Regions from separate parts of the Sus scrofa genome. Here region 2 is linked to region 1. A link is a contact called in public HiChIP or PLAC-seq data. All regions are on one chromosome and are shown on one strand. Each heading gives the region's core, a stretch centred on a gene start, on an enhancer-like site or on the middle of the called end of the contact. The rest is flanking DNA. Distances are from core to core; before and after follow the strand shown.

Region 1 (2,810 bases), core at 180-2,679:
CAGCCCAGCAGGGCCTGCCGACGAGCTCACACACGGGCATGCGCAGGCAGAGGAGGTGGCGGAGAACTGGTCAGGGGTCCCAGAAGGGGAGGTGACTGGAGCTCCGAGGGCAGGGGCACAGGGAACCATGGCACCTCAAAGGATGCCTTGACCTGCCTCTCTGGGAGTAGGGTGGGTTGGGGGGTGGAGTCAGGGAAGGCTTCCTATAGGGGGTGACATCTTAAATGGTCTTAGTGAGAAATATGAGTTAATCCCTGCGGGGCCCGTGAGTGTGTGTGTGTCTGAGTATGTGAGTGTGTGTGCACAATGTATGTTGTGTGGGGGTGTGTGGCAGGTGTGCACTCCTGGTGCACAAAAGGGCAGGGACAGAAGTGTGAAACAGCTTGGTGCTGCTGGTGCTGGAAGCACGAGATCTAGAGTAATAAGTGGTGGCCAAGGACCAAGGGAGCCAGAGATGTCCCTTGAGCAGATGGCACTTTCTGCACAGGTGCGGGGGTGGGGCGAGAGGCTGTGGGACTTGGATCTGAGAGCTCGCTCTGGCAACACGAGGGATGGGGACCCTGTGCTTACGTCATCATCACCGCAACACTCAGCTGCTCTGGTCGCACCAGCGCCCCTCTATCCCCTAGCACGTGCTCTCATCCAAACTTGACAATCGTGCCAGAGGTTTCCTTCTTATTTCCATCTCACAGGTGAGGACACCGAGGCACACAGAAGATATGAAACTAGGTGTTAGTGGCTGAAGCAGGATTTGAACCCAGGCAATGGAATCAAAGCCCAGCGAGGCAGAGGGAGGGACTCAGGGCCTGGGGCGCGGGTCAGCGGAGGCCACCCTGCCCCCAGCTTGGCCCCTTTGCAGCTAAGTAACCTTGGGCAGGAGGCCAGGAGAAGAAGCATCCCTCCTTGCGGAGGGGATGCAGGGTTGGGACCACCTGTGGGCTGAGACGTGGGGGGGGGCGGTGCTTGCCCTCTGTGAACGCTGATTGGACGCTGAGGGCGGAGGGGGGGGAGCTAGCCTCGGAGTGGGCGTGTCACAAGCTAGGCGCCCCGCAGAGGCTTAGAAACCCCGGGGTTGTGTAATCACACCTAGAGGCCAGGCTGTCAGAGTTAAAAGTCCTACCACCAAGCCCTGCCTGAGCTAGGATGAGGTGGGCGTGCCCTCGGAGGCCCTGGACCCACCGCAGCCCTCGACTTCCTTCTTCCCCAAATGCCCTTCCCCAACAGCGGCCAGGCCAGATCGGGACCTCCCACGTCCTCCACCCAAAAGCCCCCAGGCTGGCAAGTAGCGCCGAGGCCAGGCCTGTGTGTTTGGAGGGCATTCCCCCAAACCCTCCCTTCCCTCCGTGCTTTCTGCTCCCGCCTGCCTTCTGCCCGGGCCCAGCTCAGACCCAGTTACTCATCAGTTACTCACCAGGCTGCCACTCCCGCTAATTCCTTTTTTATTTGGTTTTAATGAGCCAAACCCTCTCATCTCACCATGGAGACAAGGGGGAGGTGAGCAGTGAGAGAGTCGTAGTGCAGTTTGGGAGAATTAAGGGGGTTGGCCAGGAGTCCTGGATGGAGGGGTCCCCCCGCGCCGGCACCCAGCCCGGAGGCCCCATTTCATGGCGCCGGATTGGAGGGCTTCCCAATGTGCCCCCCAGGGTCACGGTGCACTGGGGAATGAGGGAGGGAGGAGCCAGTTCCCTCCCCAAATCACCACTGGGGCCTTCCTGCAGTCCCAGTGAGCCACCTGCTTGTCCTCTAGGGTGAGACCGAGCAAGTGCTTAGATTTAGAAAGAAGCCCCTTGAAACTGCGAGCCTTGCCCAGCAAACACTGATGGCTCCCCCGGGCCTCTGAGATGCCCTCAAGCCCACTCATCTCGCCCACCCCTCCCTGAAGCCCTGCTTGGCCAGGTCCAGCAGTCTGTCTGCCTGTGGGCAGGTGCAGCTGCCTCCTGCGCAGACGTTTCCGGAATAGAGAGCAGCCTGATTCCCCGCTGCCTGCCCTGGGGGGCGCAGGCCCCCTTTCTGCTGGCATTCCCAAGTGTCTGCCACTCGCCCAGGCCTGGGAGGCCCCCTACCCCCAGATGCCCCACCCAGTGAAGCCCTCTCTTCTGGGCTTCTGCCAGGTGCCCCAGGGGCTGTGGAGGGGGGAGGGTAGGATCCCTGTCTGATTCTTTGGTGTACCCCCACCTGCAGCATTATTCCCTGAGCCTGCAGGTTGAGCGGGGCTGGGGCTGGACCCACGACACCCATCACCTTCTTTTTTCTCCTTGACCACCCCATGGGATAGATCCTCTTGATGAGACCCATCTCACAGATGAAAACACTGAGCCTCAGAGACAGGAAGTGCTTTGCTCCACGGAGTAGCAGTAATGGCATCTGAGCAGAGCGGCAGCTGCAGATGCGTCTGGGAAAGGGGTGGGAGTTGGGTAAAGGCAGCATGGACAATCTATTTGGGGCCAGCAGCTGTCCTGGGGTACACTTTGGTCTTGGGAAGCCAAGGGGTCCCTCTTGGGATCCAGAGCCCATGCCAGCATGGATCTGCACCCTCGGACACCCCAGAGCCCCCAGCAGTGTCCTGCAGTCTGTGTCTGATGGCTGGCAGGTCAAGGTGGGCTCCATTAGCCACGCAGGGCCTCTGGCCCGAGGTCTTGGGAAGGCAGAGAAGGAGGTACTGGGAGAGTTGGGGCGGGGCAGGCAGGAAAGCCCTGGACTCAGTCTTGCACCAGGCAAGTCACTAACCCTCTCTGAGCCCATGTCCCCATTTGCCCTAGGGCCCCAGGAGCAGCTCTAAGAGCAAACAAGACAAATGGGCAACGGTCTCA
Region 2 (2,810 bases), core at 214-2,713, 250 kb before region 1:
TATTTCTGGATCCAGATATGGCAGAGATTGGAGACCGAGTCTCACCTTCGGCCAAGCTTCCTCAGAGATTCTTGGTAAAACACACACACACACACACACACACACACACACACACACACACACACCGGGGTAAGCCATCTGACTTCTTAACACTCGGAGTTAAAAGTTGCAAACTCATCTTGCCCATGAGAATCAGAGTGGCTCTGCACTGTGTACGCAGGCAAAAATGGATTTGATCTCTGTATCTGATTGCTTAGCAGAAGTCATCCAGCCAATTTTTCCACCATGTCTCCATATCATGAAACTCCCTAAAAAATCTTTAAGGGGGTAACTTGAGCTTGTGAAAAGTGATCCGGAGTGTCAATAGGACAAAGCTTCCAGACGTAATTAGGGGGGCTTGGAGCGCCTTTCATATTTTCTTTGACAAGCATCCTTTGCCTTTGTTCTCTGCTCTGGAGGGCCTCGGCGGGGCTTTGCCGTTTTTTTGTTAAGAGGACTCATTAAAAAAAGACATATTTATGTCATAGTAATTGTTTGCAATTGAATGCACCTGATAGGAATGTTCATTTTACCCAATATTTTTGTGCATAAAGATTATACTACTTTTTCTAGGTAATCTTTCATTTCATTGCACACACGTTTGAGTTTGCAAATTCTTTGTTGCAACATTAAGGACATACTGACCATATGAGAAAGGGATTGCTTAGAGGGGTGATGTAATTTTTAGGCTCCACCAAGAGATGTCTGGTGTGTAGACACCGAGATACCAAGGCTGGTGGGAGCTCTCCTGGAGTTCTGTACCACCTCTCGGTGTAAACATTGAAGATGACAATGACAAATGAAGAGTCCCCTTGAAGGATGTTGGAACATCTCGGAACTCGGAAGCAGGGTTCCACAACCTCAGCTCTAAAGCATCTCTCAGACTGGAAAGTTCTTTGTGTGGGGTGGGGTGGGAGCACGCCCTGGATGCTGCTGGAGGTTACAGCATCCTGGCCTCTGACCACTAGGTGGCAGTAGCAGCCTCCCTCCTCCAGGTGTTTCAACCAAAAGGTCCCGGGACTCTGCCAGAAGTCGCTCGCGGGGCAAAGTCGTCCGTGGTTGAAAATCAATGCTCTCAAGAAAGAAGGAGGTTGGGCAGACTTAGCCTAAAACTACAGTGTTTACGGGGAACGTGAAAGCTGTTTGCAGGCATCGCAGAAAAAAACAGAAGTTACTCCGGATGGCTGCATAAGAACAAATGGGGTAAAATTGCAGAGGCCAATTTTGACTATGGAAGACGGAGAACTTTCTAGAACTGCTCAGTTCCCATCCCCATAGTGCTTATGTTTGGACAAGGCTAGAATCCTGACTCAAGATCCCGGCCCTTTCCTCCGACAGATCTCTTTCGGATTTAGCGCCAGCAGAGAGCCGGGCCGGTGCCTGGCATCCATGACCAAAGCTGGTCTTCTGCTAGGGGCAACAGAAAAAAGTCCTCAAGGTGGGCCTGGTGCCCTGAGGGGGTCTGCCCTGCCTCCAAGCTCACTCAGTTCCACAGCGGAGGCAGGGGCTGGGCGCGGTGGGGGCTGGGGGCAGGCGGAGGATGGGAGCCGCAGAATGAGGGGCAGAGCCTTCCCAGCAGAGTCTCGGGCCGGTCTCCCAGCTGGGGTCTGAGCCAGTCGTGGCATCCAGTGCCCTCACGCACTGCTCTTTCCAGGCGTTGTCACCGAGTGAGGTGAGCTCCGAGGGAGGCACCTGCGCCAGGTCCTCCTTCGCTTAGTACTCGGTGGAGCCCCCTGAGCCCCCTGGACCACCGCCTCCTCCACAGGGAGCACTTCCCGGGGTGTCCACTAGGTGTCACCCTATGGTCTCAAATGACAAGTCACGGGTGCCCCAGACAGAGCGCAGATATTTTTTCAGACTTTGTCATTTTTCTCCTCTCCGCCTCCAGCGCAAACATTCCAAGATTCTGCAGGGCAGACGTTTTTGCCTTTCTGCTCAACGGCCTGCGCTCTCTTCTCCCTGCCCCTGCCTGCTCGGCAAACGTGCTCCCGCTTTCGCAGACCCTCTTGCTGACCGTGGCCCGAGTGCTCACACGCGGTGTGGCTGCGGGGACAGCAGCGTGGAAGGACCCGATGGAAACGCCGCAGAGGGTGCCCGCGAGAGCAGGAGAGGCCAGCCTGGATTCTGGAGCCTTCCGGGCACCCCCCCCCTCAACACACGCAACTGCCCCAGAATGAGTGTGCCAGCCCCCAATTCCCACGCGTGATGCCGCCCTCCTGCGACCTCTCGCGGTCTGCCCCGCCAACGCCGGCCTGCTCGGTCGGCTTCACCTGCTAGACTCTGAGCCCAGAACCCCTCCCACCTTCTGTCCCTTAATGCGGGGTTTGTGGGGTTGATGCCATTGAAGCAAAAAAAAAAGAAAAACTTTATTTTTTGTCTTTTTTAGGGCGGCACCCACGGCACATGGGGGTTCCCGGGCTAGGGGTCCAATCGGAGCTGTAGCTGTCGGTCTACACCACAGCCACAGCAACGCGGGATCCGAGCTGCATCTGGACCTACACCACAGCTCATGGCAACGCCAGATCCTTAACCCACTGAGCAAGGCCAGGGATCGAACCCAAGTCCCCATGGATACTAGTCGGGTTGGATAACCACTGAGCCATGACAGGAACTCTGAAAAGAAACATTTTAAGCATAGAAAACCCAGACAAGGGAAAACATTAAAAACCAAAACAGTTTTTTTGTTTTTTTTTGTTTTTGTTTTTGTTTTTTGTTTTTTGCTGCACCAGGGGTATCTGGAAGTTCCTGGGCCCAGGATCAAATCCAAGGCA

Evidence for each region. HiChIP or PLAC-seq counts read pairs in DNA pulled down with a chosen protein or histone mark.
Region 2: a contact with region 1 is called in an H3K27ac HiChIP or PLAC-seq map of alveolar macrophages. The contact joins two enhancer-like sites. A contact is called at or near these places in 1 of 47 Hi-C or Micro-C datasets (subcutaneous adipose tissue) and 1 of 2 datasets of contacts at active chromatin or transcription factors (alveolar macrophages).

The regions. Positions count from the first base shown.
Region 1 is chr5:3,559,695-3,562,504 of Sscrofa11.1, reverse strand. All of the region lies in intron 2 of WNT7B (protein Wnt-7b), which reads right to left. Among named protein-coding and RNA genes, the nearest start is that of WNT7B, 40 kb to the right of the region's middle. Within about 2 kb of position 1,429, at least 16 of the 83 cell types and tissues checked have an H3K27ac peak or open chromatin away from gene starts, as enhancers often do. A contact at or near this core is called in alveolar macrophages, where this site is marked.
Region 2 is chr5:3,806,049-3,808,858 of Sscrofa11.1, reverse strand. No RefSeq gene overlaps it. Among named protein-coding and RNA genes, the nearest start is that of ATXN10, 9.2 kb to the right of the region's middle. Within about 2 kb of position 1,463, at least 10 of the 83 cell types and tissues checked have an H3K27ac peak or open chromatin away from gene starts, as enhancers often do. A contact at or near this core is called in alveolar macrophages, where this site is marked.